4 separate regions of the Rattus norvegicus genome follow, and all the other regions are linked to region 2. A link is a contact called in public Hi-C data. All regions are on one chromosome and are shown on one strand. Each heading gives the region's core, a stretch centred on a gene start, on an enhancer-like site or on the middle of the called end of the contact. The rest is flanking DNA. Distances are from core to core; before and after follow the strand shown.

Region 1 (4,574 bases), core at 527-3,026, 490 kb before region 2:
CTCACTGGCATTTTTTTCAAATAAATGTGCTATAAAAGGAGACTAAGCTAGGCAGTCTAAGTTCTCTGATAAATCTGCCACTAACTAGAAACTGGATCTTGAACTGACTCTGTAAGCACTCTAGACCTATTATAATATTGTTTGATTGAGTCTTCAGCCTCAAACTTTCTGTACTTCTAGACTTAGGGGGAAAAACACTTGTTTTTAATACCCTAGTATGAAATAGAAGCCTAATTATTCATCACATACTCTTTATATTTATTGTTTTATTAATAAAATATTGGCTTGTATTGCTTGAACTCTCTTTAGAAAAAAGGCTCAATTTCTATTCTTCCCTGTTCAAACATTCTTTCCCTAAACAATGCATAGCAAGAGTTTACAAAATTGTGAGGCAAAGTAAATTCGAGAAACTGAGTTTTCAAGTATTTTATAGTATTGCTTTTGATAAAAGGGGAGGGAGGTAATGTTAAACCAAGTGGCCAAAAGTTAATAGGTAAGACCATCGAAGATTCCAGATTTTTTTATGTTACTGTGATAAATTAGATTAAGTCCAAACACACTTGGGAAGAAAGAGCTTGGTACCTCAGTTTTATCTATGCCACCATTTCATTCTTCCTCGTATGTCACAATTTCTTTCTCTGATGTATCCCTTATACAACCTCCCTGGCATCTATTTAATTCAGGCTCTAAACTTCTTAAACCTGCACATTACAGTATTTCTAATAGTCAACTGGTTTCAAAATGCAGTCTGAGTACCAGCATTAGAAGCATTTAGGATACTTGGAAGATGTGCTATCTCCTGGACCCAATACACTGTACAATATAAAAACTGTCACATGAATCTCATGTATAATCTTATATGCTCAGGTATAGGCCTTAAATACTCAAAAAGAAACATATGACTAAAAGACTTAAAAGCAGGCTAATTGCAAAGAAAGGAAATCAAGAAGCCCTATCATTTAAATCTGATGTGAACTTATAAAATGTATGTAGTAATAGAAAACTAAAGACATTTCTAAATGATTATTACAGTGTGTGTCTGTGTGTTTGTGTATGTGCATGCGCGCGCGCGCGCGCGCGCGCGCGCGTGTGTGTGTGTGTGTGTGTGTGTGTGCATGTGCCTTGCCTCTCTCCTCCAGACATGTTGCAGACTTGGTGACAAGCATCTTTACTCACTAAGCTTCTGTTCGACCTAGTTCCCCTCATCTTATTTCTCCAGAAAAGTTGCATTTACACACACACACACACACACACACACACACACACACACACACACACACAAAACAAACAAAAAAAAAAATTAGGCTCTCCCAGACTTGAAACTATGCTCAAAGCTGAGCCTGTGCTTCAGGGATGCTCAGACCACGGGTGTGGCAGGTAGGTAACCCCACTACCATCTCAGATCCTCTTCTAGGCCACCTTATCAGAGGTCCCGCCCACTAAGGACCCTCCTGGGTACCAGGAACTGGAACCATACGCCCGAACCACTCTACGCCTGCGCATTCGGTCTGCCAGAGAGGGTGGAGCCAGGGCCGGATACAAGTCGCTTTGGGCGGGACTTAGGGTCAGCTCATCTGCGGTGCAACTGGGCTTACGGCGGAAGTAGCGTTATGGAGCGAAATGTTGAAAAGAGACCCGGTTCCCTAATGTGGGAGGGGCTTAGAAAAAACCGGAAGCATGAGGCGGGCTCAGGAAGGGATTCCGAGTTAAAAGACAGGGTTGGGGCCGGAAACTGGCGACGTAGGTGGGGTTTAAGGCTCGTTGCGCCTGCGCACAGAGCGACCGGCGGGATTCGTAGTTACTTTTGAACCGGGTGGCGGGGAATAGCTAGAGGAGCCATTAGGGCGCCATCTACGGAGGGGTTGACAGTGTTCTCCGTTCGATCTAGTGATGGCACAGCAGCTCGCCCGGGACCAAGGCATCACCCTGCGTGGGAGCGCAGAAATCGTCGCCGAGTTTTTTTGTGAGTGCTGAGCGCGGACCCTGCAGCCAAAGATAAGCTGCCTGGGCCGGGCCTTAGGACGTGTGCTAGAGCGGAACCACCGGATCCTCCCGGGGGCGGGGAACGCAGGCCTGTGCCTCCTGGAATGAAACGGGGCTGGCCTGGGGCATCATCTCACTCGCTCTTTGAAAGCTGGTGGTCTGCGTTGACATCTGAACCACATACTCTGTGTTTACATTTAGCGACCCGGTGAAATTCGACATTGCTGGGTTAAAGGTTTTCCGTGTTGTTTTGTCCCTACTCTGATTTCTGGAAGAGTTTAAAACGTTAATACATGTTTATGGCTTTATTTCTTTCGCTTTCAGCATTTGGCATCAACAGCATTTTGTATCAGCGTGGCATTTATCCGTCGGAAACCTTTACTCGAGTGCAGAAATATGGACTCACCTTGCTTGTAACTACTGACCCCGAGCTCATAAAGTATCTCAATAATGTGGTAGAGCAGCTAAAAGGTAATCACGTTTTGAGTTTTACACCTTACAAGTTTGCATTTGTAAGTGTCCCAAGTAGCTTAAAGCAACAGGCCTTCTCAAATGTGATTCTGAATTGGGAGAAAGCAAGTGATGGAGGGAATTTCCACCTCTTCTGTTTTTTAAGTAGGCTGAATGTCTTGATGTTAGGCATCTTAGAAAAGCTGCTTTAGAAATGGGTTTTATAGGTTAACCAGGTGCAACAAATTGGAAATTTTACCCAATTAAAATGATCTCATCTTTCTGTGTTTTGCTCTGTATCTCCCAATGTAATCTTACAAAATACCAATTCTAAAAGCATTGCAACTACCCTTTTTTCCCCTTTGAGTTTTATGTGTATGGGTGGTTGGTTTGTTTTAATTGTTTTCATTATAGTATTTGTTGCCTTTTTGTTAACTTCAGCATTAAAATGGCCTTTTGGTGACCACCTGAACATGGTTAACTTAACAACTCTCTTTAAGGCCGTTTTGTTTTGTTTTGCTTTTGAGATAGGTCTCTATAGCTCTGGCTGTCCTTGAACTTGCGATGTAGACCAGATTGAACTCAGAAAGATCAGCCTGGGTCTACCCCCTCCGAGTTCTGGGACTAAAAGGCATTTGCCACCGTGCCCAGCTTAAGGCCATACTTTTAAACATTCCTTGCAATTCGTATCCATAATAGAGTATCCATCAACACTTGTGCAAGTTGGGTATGAATTCACAGGCAAAAGAGGTAGGGTTTTTAAGCATAAGATCTGCTTTGAATTCTGGTGTCTGGATCGATCCTCTTTTAATCCCCTTCAGTTCACTTACTACCAAGGATGATAGTTTAAAAACACAAGGCTAATTGGTCATGCTGCTTAAAACACAGTTGTGGCTTTCCTAATTCTTAAAAGTATAGTTTCATTAATTTAACACTTAAGATTTTGTGTAGCATCTTGATTTTTCATAATTCTGTAATTAATTGACTTTATTAAAAAGCATGTACTTTGCAATAGTCTGCATACATATACATACATACATAGATACATATGCACGCCCTTGCCATTTAAAGCCTGTATTTGCCTCTCCTTTGTACATTTAATGTAAAAACAAATCCTTCCCTCACCTACCAGAGTAGTGAGATTTTTCTTGTGCTCTTATACTATCGCTCTGTTCTGACCAGCCACCACAGATGTGACTGGCAGTGGTTAGATTAAAGCCTATGTCCTATGTTCTTTCTGTGAATCGCAGTGAAGTACAAGTTCACGGCTCCGTGATGCACTGGCTTCCACCTACTAGTAATGTGGAGAATTTAAAACTTGATTAAATTGTTAGTGAAGAATTTTCTTCCTTGTGTATGAAAGGAAGGCAAAATACCACTGTGAGGATTTTGTAGGCGGGAAAGTGGGTCTTGAGCAGAGCGTCTCTGCCATAGGTTAGAGAGTAAGAGCTGCCTTGTGTGAGTCTCTGCCATAGCTTAGAGAGTAAGAGCTGCCTTGTGGGAGTGTCTGCCATAGCTTAGAGAGTAAGAGCTGTCTTGTGTGTGTCTCTGCCATAGCTTAGAGTGTAAGAGCTGCCTTGTGTGAGTCCCTGCCATAGGTTAGAGAGTAAGAGCTGCCTTGTGGGGAGTCTCTGCCATAGGTTAGAGAGTAAGAGCTGCCTTGTGTGAGTCTCTGCCATAGCTTAGAGAGTAAGAGCTGCCTTGTGTGAGTCTCTGCCATAGGTTAGAGTGTAAGAGCTGCCTTGTGGGAGTCTCTGCCATAGCTTAGAGTGTAAGAGCTGCCTTGTGTGAGTCCCTGCCATAGGTTAGAGTGTAAGAGCTGCCTTGTGGGAGTCTCTGCCATAGCTTAGAGTGTAAGAGCTGCCTTGTGGGAGTCTCTGCCATAGCTTAGAGTGTAAGAGCTGCCTTGTGTGAGTCTCTGCCATAGCTTAGAGAGTAAGAGCTGCCTTGTGGGAGTCTCTGCCATAGGTTAGAGAGTAAGAGCTGCCTTGTGGGAGTGTCTGCCATAGCTTAGAGTGTAAGAGCTGCCTTGTGGGAGTCTCTGCCATAGCTTAGAGTGTAAGAGCTGCCTTGTGTGTTGCAGAGTGGTTGTACAAGTGCTCCGTTCAGAAACTGGTAGTGGTCATCTCGAATATTGAAAG
Region 2 (4,600 bases), core at 889-3,388:
ATAATCTATTTTCTTAGGACAAACAATGCTTGGTACATGTGAAAATCTGTTTGAGGAAATTAATGATCTGGCAATAAAAAAATGATTAGCAGAGGCCCTCTCCATCTCCTATACTGAGGTGTGGGAGAGTAACTTTACCTCATTGTTCTCCATTTTCTTCACTTTTCTCCCCCTCCACCCTTCCTCTGGGGACTGAACAACTTACCTCATATGTGCTAAGCTCTTACCACTGAGAGACATCCCAGTTGTCAGTTTCTTCATCTTAAAATGAGACTAATACTTAGTCACAGAGCCAGTGAAAATTGTGAGTTCATATGTAAAATGCATTATGCATATAGTAAAAATATTGTTGTAGCTCTTAACATTATTATTGTGGCAATGGTAAAAAAAAAGGTAGTTACTCTACTTGGTGAAGAGAATGGGTTTGTTAAAATATGATCTTATACATTGTTCTTGAGCTATTTTTAAAAGGTAGAAAGGGTATGGCTAAGAGCTGCTGGTTGGTCGTTGGGTAAGAGACACAGGCTGTGGGAGTGAAAGAGTGTGGATGTGGGGGAAATGAAGCAATGCAGAAATAAGCGATTTTGACGTTAAGGAGTAGAACATAAGAAAAGCAAGAGGCATGCTGCTGATGCGTGTAATATTCTTGTTTCCTCAAGGCATTAACTTAAATCTGCTCAGAAATTATTATCTTCAACCATGTTGTTTAAACCTGGTTAGTTATTGGAATTTCAGCACTTGTCTTAACTTCTATCAGGACAGAGATTGGCTTACAGAATTGATGTCAACAGTCTCATAATGCAGCTAGAAGATTGCCACTAACACTTAATGTTTAAGTGTGACTTGGTTAAGTCTTACCAGTTCTGACATGGTTTCATCACTGTGAAAAGGGGGTAGTTATTTATCTAAAATGACTGAGAATGAAATATTCCTAGCACCTTCTACCTGAGATATGTTTTCCATTACATCCTGTGTCGATGGAAAAGATTGAAAACTATAGTGTGTATTGGCACTGGATTGCCTTAATGGGATTTAAGGTTCCCAACTAACGACGGTATTAGCATGTCATTACTAAGTTTCCTCCCTTCACATAATATTCAATGTACTATAAAACATTTCCTCTCGACATTTGTGGGGCTCGAGACAGGATTTTTTTCTCACGTAATCCTTGCTGTCCTGGGACTTGTTCTGTAGACCTGGTTAGCCTTGAACTCAGATTCGCTTGCCTTTGCCTCCTAAGTGCTCGGATTAAAGGCATGCGCCATCACCTCCGGCTCTGGAGCACATTTTGCTAACACCGCAGCCCCTTCAGCTTTGGCTGACCAGATACCGACGGATCAATTAATCGCGTTGATTCTAGAAAGCGTTTCCAAACACTGTTTTAGAGACGTGCTGAGCGTCCAGTCAGGACTTAACAGCTCTTAAAGCATGGTCGCAATGACCGGAAAAGGCGCGTAACCCAGATAGTTCAACTCCTCTTTTGGATTCGTTCTGCCACGCAGATTCATGATCCGTGAGAGCAACCCTGGGAGTTCTGTTCCACATTAAATCGAATTGCCGTGATTCGTTACGAAGGGTGGAAGACAGCTCTAGAAACCCAATAGCCAGGGATGTGCAGTTGTGCGGTCGCAACCTACCCAAGGCTAGTGTGGCACCCCCCTCCCCCCGGAAGTTTTTGAGGCTCCAGTTACTAGGTCTGGGAGTCACCTTGACCCTCCCAGAAAGGTGGAGAAAGTCCTCGGCCAGAGACGGAGTGAGTGAAACCAAAGACAGAGAACACTTTCGTGAGCAGAAGACGCCTTCACGTTTTCCTGTTTTCAGAAGCACCTAAAGACCGAGAGTTTAAGGGTGACAAGAGCAGGTGGCAGAACTCCGCCCCGTACTCGCTTCCCCACCTTCAGCGAGCACGCTGCACTCTTTCCCTGAGATCCCGCCTCTCAGGCGCGCGCGAAGAGTTGTTGCGCGGTGCACGCTGGGAGTTGTGGTTCAGGAGTAGGCAGACACCTCAGGATAGTCGGCTGTGGCCTACACGCCCCATGGTGCTGTGCGGCGTAGGCCGCTCCCGGATGTGTGCCTGGCGCCGGAAGAGAAGGCGGCCCCCCTCTCTCGGCCCGGCCATCTTGTGGGAAGAGCTGAAGCAGGCGCTTTTGGCTCGGCGCGGTCCGCTGCAATCCGTGGAGGAACGCGCCGCCGAGCCACCATCATGCCTGGGCACCTACAGGAAGGCTTCGGCTGCGTGGTCACCAACCGATTCGACCAGCTATTTGACGACGAATCGGACCCTTTCGAGGTACTGAAGGCAGCAGAGAACAAGAAAAAAGAAGCCGGCGGGGGCGGCGTTGGGGGCCCCGGGGCCAAGAGCGCGGCTCAGGCCGCGGCCCAGACCAACTCCAACGCGGCAGGCAAACAGTTGCGGAAAGAGTCCCAGAAAGACCGCAAGAACCCGCTGCCCCCCAGCGTCGGCGTGGCTGACAAAAAGGAGGAGACGCAGCCGCCGGTGGCGCTTAAGAAAGAAGGTAAAGCCGGGCGAGGCGGTGGGGAACCCGGGCTGGCGGGCAGGACGGGGGCGTGCGCCGCTGCTTCCTCGTGCAGCTGGTGGAGCCGCGAAGCCCTCGGAGCCCCTCACGGTCCGGAGAGCGTGGCTGGTCTGCAGTCCACGCTGCTCGCAGGCTCGGCGGGAGCCTTCCCGCCTCGGGCTGACTGAGCGTGCTCTGGGAGGGCGGCCCGGGCGTTCCCGCCGATTCCTGCCGGGCGCTCGCCTCCTGGCTCAACGCGCCCGGGAGCTGCGCGGGCACTGCTTCCTGCCCGGCGTGCTCCTGGCTGCCGCTGCCTACTGTGGGCTCCTGCCCTGCCATCTTGTCCCACAATGGCGCGGACCCTCAAGGGAAGGCCTGGGAGCGGAGTTTCCACTTGGGCTGCGTCTGTGTTTGGGACACTGTTAAGAGTGGAAGGAGTTGCTGTTTGTGTCCCACGTGTGCGGTCTGTTGTGCCCTTGCGCTCCTGTGCTAGTACTTAGTATAACTTACGGGAGTGAATTAAAGTGTTGGAGAGGAGAATTTGGCCGCAGTCCTTTTAGAGGGAGTTCTGAATAAAGACTGGTCATTAGCAGAACCCATCTCATGTCTCCATCCCTTCTTCAAAATCCCTGGAGCCCCTAGGTCATAGGGCTTTGCCTGCTCTTGGCCTCGTGGGCGAAATGAGTGCCCAGCCTGTCACGTCCCGGCAGCAAAGCTCAGTCTGCAGCTTTACCTCCGCACGTGCGTAAAGCGTGGTCGGGTCTTCATTGGCTCTTCCAGGGCACTAGAAGTTTCATGGTTTTGATTTTATCATTCTTCTCCACTACTGGCTTATTGTGGGTGAAAAGGCAAAGCAGTTGGGGGCTAAGAAAGTGGAATATCAATAGCGAGTAGGCATAGAATAACCTGTGAATCTTTAAAACTGCTATTATGTTTAAGTGCCTCTTACTGCCACGTGCTCATGAAAGGAATTGTTTCTCATTAGCTTGGGTTAGCTTTTAGGTTTTTTGTGGGTGGTGGTGTCTTTTAGTAAAGGCTTAAAGTAAAACGTCCAGTACCTAGTAGATTTATAAAAGGGAAGAATTCTTCTGTTAGTAATAGATTTGGAAGCATAGATCACTTGGGCAGAAGTACTGAGCCGATTAAGCTCATTAAACTACATTACGTAGTTGAATAAGATTTAATTCCTGTGTTAGGGACACTGGTTGGTGTATTTTAAACTGCTAAAATTTACTTCCTTGATGACTGTAATTCACGAAAGTACAAGAATAAGTTGAGTAAATAAAACACTTAAGGTATATGAACTCATTAAAAATGTTCAAAGCATGAAATGTGATTTTAAATTCAATTTTCACCACGAAGCCAATTTATGATCTTGTCTGTAAACTAGCATTATAAGTCATCAATGTAGGGCATTTTTATTTATAGTCAGGATTATGTTTGTCACTTACTTCTTGAGAAGACTTTTTCACATTTGTAGTCAATATTTTTTTCTTAGTCTTCGGTGACTTGTATTGGGAATTGAACCTTGTCTGTGCTGGGGAAAATTTTGCATTCCACATCCCAAACCCTTAGATCACTCTTAAACCAGAGTTGCTTTTAAACAAACAAGGTCATATATACATAAGGGGGAATTTCGAATAAAAATGCCAGTCAGTGCTATGTATTGGGTGGTGGTTCGTAGGCTTGTAAACAAAGTGCCTACCTCTAAGAATGGAAACAATTGTTAACTTGTGGGTTCTGTGTCTCACAACAATGCTGAAATGTAATGTTTTTCTTACATAAGTTTTGAAGCTTTGTCTATTTGAAGAACTTGAGAATTGGCAAAATGTCATTAAGTGTAGATCAGGTTTTTGGGTTTAGCAAAATAACAAACAACTGGATATTAGTGCAGTTAAGAACTCAAGTATCTGGTAAGTACAATAAAAGGAACTTGCTTGCTTTTTTAAAAGTATTTTTCAGTAAATGAATTTATATTTTGTGTTGATAGTGGCAGAACCCAGCGTTTTGCAAACTAAGCGAAAGCAGCTCTCACTGAGCTACATACACTCCCAACCCCTTGATTAGTTTACTAAGTTTTTCTG
Region 3 (4,624 bases), core at 2,055-4,554, 310 kb before region 2:
GTCAGCAGGCTGGGTCTCGGTGCTGCTGAGGCCTGAGGAGGGAGTAGGGCTCAGCTTGTCTTTGTCTGTGCTCACTGGTTCTTTCTAGTGTGCTGCCATAGTAGGTAGTCTAAATGAAGTTGGAGTAAAGCCTCATCAGACTCCCAGATCAGAGCACCAGCCTTGTTTCTGTAGCCACTCGCTCCCTGTAGCTTGCTTACTTTCAGCAGACAGCTCCCACATCTTTCTCAGATCTCAACATTCCTTCAGTATCTTGGGACCCCTGACGCCACCCTCTCAAGAAAAGCAGTTTCTCTCTGAATGCAAGAGCATTTTCCACTGACCAGAATCCCATCTATCAGAAGTCGTGGGGAGAGTGTGGAGCTGTTGGGAGGTAGAGGAATCCATGGAAACAGGAGGAGTAGGGTTGACAGCCTAGGTGGACAGCATCCATTTGTCACCTACTGATCTGCCATACTGATCATCACCTTTTAGCCACACTGGCCATTATTCATCTTCCCAGTGTGCAGGTAAAATCAGGCTCTTTTTCTTGTAATCAAGAGCTCATAGGCATGGGAACTAAAGGAAGAGATTGGGAGGCCAGGTGAGAGCTATATGTTTTCCTTTCTATCTGCAACAAGATTGCCTGTTCTCTCAAAATGACACACTTAGAAAAGCCAAGTTTTTATGGAAGAAAGAGCTATGTCCTTCCTGAACTGTACTGCCCAGGCCCTGTCTGGCTATCTGAGGTAGCTGAGGCAGGTCAAAACCTGTCTGAGGTTTTTATACCCCCTGAAAACCTCTGGTCCAGAGAATTGTTAAGAAGTACAGACTACTCCTACAGTCTGTTTGGTTTCAGAGACTACAAGGTCTGGCCACTTGATGAGGCCTGGGAACAGAGCAAAAGAGGCATGGCCATTTGAGCGGCGTCATACAGGAGTCTGTGGCTGTGCTGGGAGCAGATCCATCCCCATGCTCACAGAGCTATGGGAAAGGCTGGCTAAAGAGGAAGGAAGGCCTCAAGTCACACATGTATATACACAAGGTATAGCAGGAGCCACACCTTGCCCCTTTAAAAGTATCAGCCTTCCTTCATTCCAACAGGCGTTTTTCAGACAAAAAAAGAAAATTTTAAATTACTACATTCTACCATGTTGCCCCTAACTCACTTGCCCTTGTTTTCCACCAGAAAACCGGAACTATCCAAAGCCATCACCTTTATGCAACAGCCAGGCATTGAGGCCTTCCATCTTTTGTTGTCAACCTGTCTCAGCTTAAAAAGCCCCTGTTCCTCTATTGTGAATGACTGTGGCAACTCCTATCTGCCCCACAACAGATTTGCATCTCTCCACAGTTCAGGCTTGTCACTTACATTCCTCATGCAGCCATGATGGGCTTCTTGTCAAGTACAGACTCTTTAGTATTTGTTTGCCCTCTTTGGAAGAACTGTCCTTTTATGTTCTTGTGCAATACAGATCATCCTCTGGGAAGTTTCCTCTGTACATTTCTAACCTATGACCCATACTATGTCCTCTGTCTTCTTAAAAAGCATTTGTCACACTGGTGTGTGTGGGGGGGGGTGTATGTAAATGCAACTTTTCTGGAGAAATAAGATGAGGGGAACTAGGTCGAACAGAAGCTTAGTGAGTAAAGATGCTTGTCACCAAGTCTCCAACATGTCTGGAGGAGAGAGGCGAGGCACATGCACACACACACACACACACACACACACACACACACACACAGGCACGCACACAGGCACGCATGCACATACACAAACACACAGACACACTGTAATAATCATTTAGAAATGTCTTTAGTTTTCTATTACTACATACATTTTATAAGTTCACATCAGATTTAAATGATAGGGCGTCTTGATTTCCTTTCTTTGCAATTAGCCTGCTTTTAAGTCTTTTAGTCATATGTTTCTTTTTGAGTATTTAAGGCCTATACCTGAGCATATAAGATTATACATGAGATTCATGTGACAGTTTTTATATTGTACAGTGTATTGGGTCCAGGAGATAGCACATCTTCCAAGTATCCTAAATGCTTCTAATGCTGGTACTCAGACTGCATTTTGAAACCAGTTGACTATTAGAAATACTGTAATGTGCAGGTTTAAGAAGTTTAGAGCCTGAATTAAATAGATGCCAGGGAGGTTGTATAAGGGATACATCAGAGAAAGAAATTGTGACATATGAGGAAGAATGAAATGGTGGCATAGATAAAACTGAGGTACCAAGCTCTTTCTTCCCAAATGTGGTTGGACTTAATCTAATTTATCACAGTAACATAAAAAAATCTGGAATCTTTGATGGTCGATTTCTTACTTATTAACTTTTGGCCACTTGGTTTAACATTACCCCCCTCCCCTTTTATCAAAAGCAATACTATAAAATACTTGAAAACTCGGTTTCTCGAATTTACTTTGCCTCACAATTTTGTAAACTCTTGCTATGCATTGTTTAGGGAAAGAATGTTTGAACAGGGAGGAATAGAAATTGAGCCTTTCTTCTAAAGAGAGTTCAAGCAATACAAGCCAATATTTTATTAATAAAACAATACATATAAAGAGTATGTGATGAATAATTAGGCTTCTACTTCATACTAGGGTATTAAAAACGTGCATGCGTGAGAGAGAGAGAGAGAGAGAGAGAGAGAGAGAGAGAGAGAGAGAGAGAGAATGAATGAGTGAGATTGTGAGTGAGTGTGTATCCACAAGGGCCAGAAGTGACAGGCAGCTGCGAGCCACCTGATATGGATACAGACTGGGACCAGACCTCCAGTCTTCTAGAGGAGCAGCAAACAGTCTTATCTCTGAACCATCCCTGCAGCCCTATCTCCACACTGTTTTGACGTTGCTTCCCATTGTCCTCAGCCCTCAGCCTTTTTTTTTTTTTTTTTTTTTTTTTGGTTCTTTTTTTCGGAGCTGGGGACCGAACCCAGGGCCTTGCGCTTCCTAGGTAAGCACTCTACCACTGAGCTAAATCCCCAGCCCAGCCCTCAGCCTTTTAAGGCCATTGAGGTCAGTGCGTTTGTCTGGTCAGTGGTCACGGTACCAGAGCGTGACACAAGCAAGACGAGCAGGCAGTACACATCCAATTTCTGCTTCATTGTAGATACCCAGCTCTTCTTGTTTCTATTAAAAGCTGCATCATCGCAGTATAGAGCCTCTCCTGTAAACAAACAGAAACTTTTTCCTAGTAAAGGCCTAAGACCAGGATATGTTTAGCACAGTTAGTTGAAGACTGCTATTCATTGTTAAAGTCCTAGAACATTATAAAATTCCTAAGTGCTCTTGACTCATCAGAGGCAAATTGGATTATTCATTTAGCAAACATTCTGAGTGCACACTGCACAATAATGTGCTCAGTGTGATGGAGTATGTCAGAGTAGGCTGACAGGTTTTACTCCTAGGATGGATCATGGGGCCTTTATATTTTCATCCTGTATTGAACATTAGCAAATAAAGTCAGCCTGAAAAGGCTGATCTTCGGAGTAAAGTCACATTTACTATAAAGCCGAACGACGTGGGTAGCTCCTCACTCAGATTCAGGGTAAGATAGAACACCAGCCTTGGGAGGGATGAAAATATGTCCAGTGCAAACCTGCCCTTGTGTGCCCACAGTCTAAAGGAAGCAGGAAGGTTTTTACTCAGAAACCTCAAGACAAACAAGATTTGAAAAATAACTACTGAGCTGTGTAGTGGCTCCCAGGCCAGCAGGAGAGAGAGAGAGAGAGTAAGTGTGTGTGTTTATTCGGGCTCTAGTATACTGACACACCAGAACAAGATAAAATCAAGACTTTCTCCTGTTACTCTATCCTTGAAGCACCAGACATTTCTTCTTCTGCTTCACAGGAAGGCTGCAACCTCTCAGACCAGTGCCAACATAGAATAAAGAACTGCTTGTTGATGTACCTCTCCTTTAAGATGAAGCTTCCTCTTGAAGCCCACTAGTCAACTTCCCCTCGTGTTTCCCTGGAGAGAATCAGGACACATGACTTTCCTATACTTATCTCCGACACTTACGTGATCTACCCCAATCTAGACTTATCGTAGCCAAATGAAGAGGAAACTTACAAGGGTAGCAGATGGGGGATGGGGGAGGGAGCTCACAATCAAGATTACTCGAGGTCACACCACCATAAACATCCAAAGAATCGGTAGACACTATGCATGGCTCAGAGGAAAAGTGGGCCATTGACCTTGTTCCTGGGAAAGAACCCCAAGGAGCATGTGGCCTGTTTCTCTGCAGGAAGTACAGATGGAATGGTCAGTGAGGACTTCTGGAGGAAGTGATTTCTAAATTGTGGAAACGTGGGGAGAAACATTTTCCTTTCGGAAAGATCACTCTAGTGGCAAGAAATAAACAAGAGAGGACTGCAGGAAAGATATAGAGAGGAGACCCTGGAGGTAGCCGCGGGATGCAGTGGCGTGGGTGGGCTAGGACTAGGCATCTGCCCACACATCAGTGCTACTCCCTAAGCTGGAGACCATAACAATAGGTTGAGTTCTGCAGTTGGGATAAAATGGTGAACAAAGGTGCAGCCAGTGCTCTCTCTGTGGGAGACTGTTGAGTGGGTGGTCAGGAACCAAGGGAATCAGGGACAGACACATAAGGCCCTGGGGTTGTGCTAA
Region 4 (4,924 bases), core at 773-3,272, 380 kb before region 2:
AGGACAGTCCATTACGAGAAAGTTTTTCTTTTCACTTTTTTCTTTCTTTCTTTCTTTCTTTCTTTCTTTCTTTCTTTCTTTCTTTCTTTCTTTCTTTTTTTTCTTTTTTAGTATAGAATAGAGTTTATTCATGGCATGGGGAGGGGAACTGAGAGATAGTAGAGGCAGAGAAAGGGGAGGAGTAGAAGCCAGCTATGAGCACATGGAGAGGGAGGGGGAGGGGAATGGGGGGAGAAGGGGAAGGACCAAGAGGACAGAGCAGGAGCAAGAAGGCAAGAGAGCAAGAGCAAGAACATTTTTCTTAAACTAACCAGTGAGCTTCTGTCTATCTCTTTGACCCAGCCTAATTTTGTGTGTCGTTGACCTGTTAAGAAGATGTGTATGAGACAGCAGTGATGTATTTAGTCCTCCCTATCCTAAGGTCCATGAAGCAAGGAGTGTAAAGACAGTGTAGGGGAGGCTGAGCCTGTCTGAGAAGGGCTTGGAGGAGTCAGGATTGACTTCACGGGTAAGACAGAGGCAGTGTGATAGAAGATGGCAACAGTGCATGTCTTATGTCAAGCCAGTGGCTGAAGCCTAACTGTAATACTCCAGCTATGTGTGACTTCCTCCCAAAGTCTGAGACCTTTCATTTGTGACCCAAGGCTAGTAGCATCTGCCTCTCTCAAGATTGTCCTGAGGCATGTGTGTGAGTGTGTGTGTGTGTGTGTGTGTGTGTGTGTGTGTGTGTGTGTGTATGCATGCATGAGAGAGAGAGAGAAGAAAAGTTCCTGACTTCAGAGTTAATAAATGATTCATTGTGACTATACTGTCTTTAATCTGGGCACATTAATATTTTTTCTTGTCTGTTTACTGTGACAAGCTAGCCAACCATTATACTAATGATTATGTTGGACTGGGTAGTTTTGCCTGTATGTTTTGTCTTCTGGATATGTTGTGTCTCTTTAATCAGTGACATTTTTTCATTCATAGTGATAGACATGTTAGTATATACAAGTCTGTGTCTGAGATGTATTGAATTAAATAACTGATATTTTGATAGTTTTCAGAAACTTCAGGAAGAATCAGGTCAAAACATTAATTTCTACCTTACAAACAGGGAAGCTGAGGCACTTCTAGATAGCTTTTGATATTTGCCCAGAGTCATATAAGCTGGCAAGAGAAATGGCAAAGATAGGATTAGAACCCCGTGCCCCTTGTTTTCCTTTTCTTTCAAACTCAACCCCAAGAACTGGGAGCTTTGCAGGTGCTGGCCTCATGCTCAGCCCCTCTGTCACCTGGCTTTACTGGGCCTGGGATGGTTGAGTGAGCAAGAGCCTGGGCTAAGGGAGAGCCTTGGAGAACAGCCTCCCTACCAGCTCCCTCCCACTGCCCTGAAGGTGTTTATGAGTGTGGAGGTCCACCTGGAAACTGAGGGAGAGAGAGGCTGGGAGGAGAACCAGCTATAGCTGCCTAAGAAGAGTGGGGGAAGAGGGAAGAGGCAGGTCCCTGAGAGTAAATTAATTGTAACTAACTAGGGTCAAGGAGGAGGAGCTAGGTGGTGCTCAGGGGGTGGCAAGCCTTGTCGAGAAGTCCAAAGGGCAGTGGAGTCTGCCGCAGACTGCTCCTTGGTACACAAGCCTTCTACCCTCGGAGCATTCCCTTTTCCCTTCTGCTGGGAAGCGTGTGCTGTTCTTACTCACTCGGCTGTGTTGTAATCTTTATTGTGTAGGCAGGCGGAGGGGAGCGCTGAACACACAGGAAGGCTCTGACCTTAACCCTCCTCACTCGAAAAAGTTGAAGAGTTTTTGACATTTTGTTCCTTGAAGTATGCTGTTTTGTTAGAGGGGAAACAGTGCTCAGAGGGAGTAGGATCCAACAGCTTTCCTGAAGCAGAAGTTCCCAGGGTGTGGGCCACACGCTTGTCAGTGTGGCGGCATCAACTGGGAGTGACTGAAAAATCAGGACACCCAACCACACCCAGACCTGTGGAGTCAGCCCTTCTGGGTGTGTTCCAAAGGCAGTGCCCCTGTGGAGCTCAAGCAAGGTTCAGTGTAAGAACCTTGTAGGGTAGCCAGATGGAGTCTATGACAGGGCAGAATCAGTCCCCGACTGCTCAAGAGTCAGGAATTCCATTTGGTTTTCTCATCTACACATGAGGTCTAAGAGAAGCCTTTGAGCTCAGATCCGTGCAAACCCCTTCCTTGAAATTTGTTGGCCTTGTGTAATCCACCCATTAAAGGGGACAGGGTCAAACCAGAAGCTTCCACATTTAAATTGTTATTGCATCCTGTCGTATAAAAACAAAACAGAATGCCCTCAGAGGAACACTGTCTCTGTTCCCTTTTCCACACAGTAATACATACCACAGTTCTGCACAAGTGAGGCCCACAGGTTCAGAGTGCCATCCACTGAGGCTGTGAGGCATGTCGGGAAGTGTTTTTCCAGAGAAGACAGGGTATTAAGATTCTGGGACATTGAGGATTAACTCTGGACCACCTTGCTATAACATGGAGCCTAGGCGCAAATTGTTCTTTGAAGGCCATGTGGACCTCCAGTTTTTATGAGAAATTGTTTTCATACTTAACATGAATTTCATGTCCAGCATATTTAATTTATCTGTGATTTTTTAGGAAAGGCATGTGGCCTTTTCAAGTTCACATGAAATCTGCAATTCTAGGCTCAAGGCCAAACAGGTTTCGTTTCTTTTCTCTTTCTTCTTTATTTCTTTTTTCTTTTTTCTTTCTTTCTTTCTTTCTCTCTTTCTTTCTTCCTCTTTCTTTCTTTTTTTGAAACAATGGTTTGCTTGTCTTGAATTTCTGATCCATATGTGTTTCTATCTCTCTCTGGAGAGCAAGAATGTTCCAAAAGAACCTGAAAATAGGTATCCCTTAAGAAATTTATGCTCACAAACCTGTTAAATATTAAAAATGAAATCTCAAGGATACAACTTGTTTTTCAAATTTTTATGACGTTTCATTATTAGAAGCTGTGTTATTTATTTTATCTGTCCTCCCAATCTCCCTCTCTTCCTTCTTTGTTTTTATTCCTTTGTTTTTGCTTTGGGAGGTTTGGGGGGGTTGTTTTGTTTTGTTGTTGTTGTTTTGTTTTGGTTTTGGCGACTCTGTCTCTGTAGCCCAGGCTAGCCTGGAACTAACCGATTTTGTAGTCCAGGCTGGTATTAAACTCTTGATTTTCTTGACTTGGCCTTTCCAATCCAAGGATTCTAAGAATGAGACCCTATACCCATCCATGTGCCTACACTTGACCAGGTATTGCAACCTTCTGAAGAAAGTGTAAATAACGTTACAAAGAGAAAACTACAGCCCTGGCTTGTCCGAGGATACACACTCAGTTCATGGCCAGCAGCCTAGCTCGGGCTTTCTGTGATGGTGTTTGTTATTGTTGATGGTGATTGTTGGTTGCTTTTCTTTTTTTGTACCGTTGAAAGACTCTGTCTTCTACTTATCACAAGATTGTCCTCAGAAGTTGATAAGACACAAAAGTATTTTAAGCATTCTAAAGCCTGAGGCTCAGCAGACTCAGCGTCTACAATGTAAAGTCCAGGGAAAGAGATGGCAGGTCGAGCGTCCTGAGAGCCTAGCAGCCCGGCAGAAACAACTTCATGGACTGGAGTTGCCAGGACCCACTCAGTCTCTGTTCCCTGTAAGGGATCCTTGCTAAGAATCCAGCTGTGGTTGAAGTTTTGTTGAGGTTAGTGTGTCCTTAGTTGATTGCTACAGTGAAGTCAAAGGTTTGTTCTGTTTTGGATTTTGTTTGTTTTGGGTTTTTTCTTTGTTGTTATTGTTGTTGTTATTTTACCTGACAATAATGCCAAGGGGATTTAAGAGTAAATGTTAGGAAAGTGGTAGAAATTAAAAGATTGGTGTTCTCTAGAACTCAGCAGGAAAGATTCAAAGATGGCAGTCTGGAAGGGTGTTGGGACAAGCCTGGAAGCTGTTTGCAAAGCAAGCACAATTCTTTTTTTTTTTTTCTCTTTGTTTCATGTCCCTGAAATGTTCTGTAATGATTTTTAAAATATCTATAATCACTGTGAAAAAGGGCTTCGCAGTTTGGCACTGCAGAATCCTGATACATAGGATATAAACCTCATCCCTGCCACTTTCCGCTTGTGTGACCTTGAAGAAGTTACTCAACCTGTCCATGTCTAAGTGTCCTCTGCTGCAAAACAGAAATGACTTACTGTGAGGTGTGAGGTAATTACCAACATGTTTATGACTGCATTTGGCACTTCCTATTGCCATTTTAATTAACTAAAGCCTAATTAATATAATTGCTGGAGCCAGGAGAGAATAACGGGGTGGGAGGGTGAGGGGTGATGCTAAAATTGCCAGTCCAGCCTTCTGTGAATTCTCCCAGGATAAACAATTCCCTTTAGCGCAGTGATTTGAGGTTTTTGTTTTCACTGGCATGGAACATTGCTTTTGAATTTCCCCAGTAGAGTATAGTGAGATCGCCAAACCACTTTAACCCATGCTGGCTTAGAACTCACTGTGTTGGCCAGCTAACCTCAAAATCATGGCAGTCCTCCCAAGTCAGCTTCCCAAGTCTTGGGATCAGTGGTATAAGCCACTCTTTACCTCTTTTTTTTTTTTTTTTTTTTTTTTTTTTTATTAACTTGAGTATTTCTTATATACATTTCGAGTGTTATTCCCTTTCCCGGTTTCCGGGCAAACATCCCCCTCCCCCCTCCCCTTCCTTATGGGTGTCTCCCTCCCAACCCTCCCCCCATTGCCGCCCTCCCCCCATAGATTAGTTCACTGGGGGTTCAGTCTTAGCAGAACCCAGGGCTTCCCCTTCCATTGGTGCTCTTACTAGGATATTCATTGCTACCTATGGGGTCAGAGTCCAGGGTCAGTCCATGTATAGTCTTTAGGTAGTGGCTTAGTCCCTGGAAGCTCTGGTTGCTTGGCATTGTTGTACT

What was found. Hi-C and Micro-C count contacts between places; a contact is called where the count stands out from the background.
Region 1: a contact with region 2 is called in a Hi-C map of liver, with 4 times the contacts expected there. The contact joins the promoter of Mad2l1 here to the promoter of Serbp1 in region 2. A contact is called at or near these places in 3 of 12 Hi-C or Micro-C datasets (Schwann cells, liver and mammary epithelial cells).
Region 3: a contact with region 2 is called in a Hi-C map of the A7r5 cell line, with 2.2 times the contacts expected there. The contact joins the enhancer-like site here to the promoter of Serbp1 in region 2. A contact is called at or near these places in 3 of 12 Hi-C or Micro-C datasets (the A7r5 cell line, Schwann cells and mammary epithelial cells).
Region 4: a contact with region 2 is called in a Hi-C map of mammary epithelial cells, with 1.9 times the contacts expected there. The contact joins the enhancer-like site here to the promoter of Serbp1 in region 2. A contact is called at or near these places in 2 of 12 Hi-C or Micro-C datasets (liver and mammary epithelial cells) and 1 of 1 datasets of contacts at active chromatin or transcription factors (oligodendrocytes).

What each region holds. Positions count from the first base shown.
Region 1 is chr4:97,234,733-97,239,306 of GRCr8, forward strand. Mad2l1 (mitotic arrest deficient 2 like 1) reads left to right here and starts at 1,777. Exons shown (of 6, transcript NM_001106594.1): 1 at 1,777-1,963; 2 at 2,308-2,454; 3 at 4,517-4,574. The coding sequence starts at 1,891.
Region 2 is chr4:97,729,197-97,733,796 of GRCr8, forward strand. It overlaps Serbp1 (Serpine1 mRNA binding protein 1), which reads left to right and starts at 2,139. Exons shown (of 8, transcript NM_145086.1): 1 at 2,139-2,516. The coding sequence starts at 2,204.
Region 3 is chr4:97,414,602-97,419,225 of GRCr8, forward strand. The region is part of intron 2 of Gng12 (G protein subunit gamma 12); the gene reads left to right. Among named protein-coding and RNA genes, the nearest start is that of Gng12, 51 kb to the left of the region's middle. Within about 2 kb of position 3,305, at least 4 of the 93 cell types and tissues checked have an H3K27ac peak or open chromatin away from gene starts, as enhancers often do. A contact at or near this core is called in the A7r5 cell line, where this site is marked.
Region 4 is chr4:97,354,184-97,359,107 of GRCr8, forward strand. It overlaps a transcript of Gng12 not described here. Among named protein-coding and RNA genes, the nearest start is that of Gng12, 9.3 kb to the right of the region's middle. Within about 2 kb of position 2,023, at least 28 of the 93 cell types and tissues checked have an H3K27ac peak or open chromatin away from gene starts, as enhancers often do. A contact at or near this core is called in liver, where this site is marked.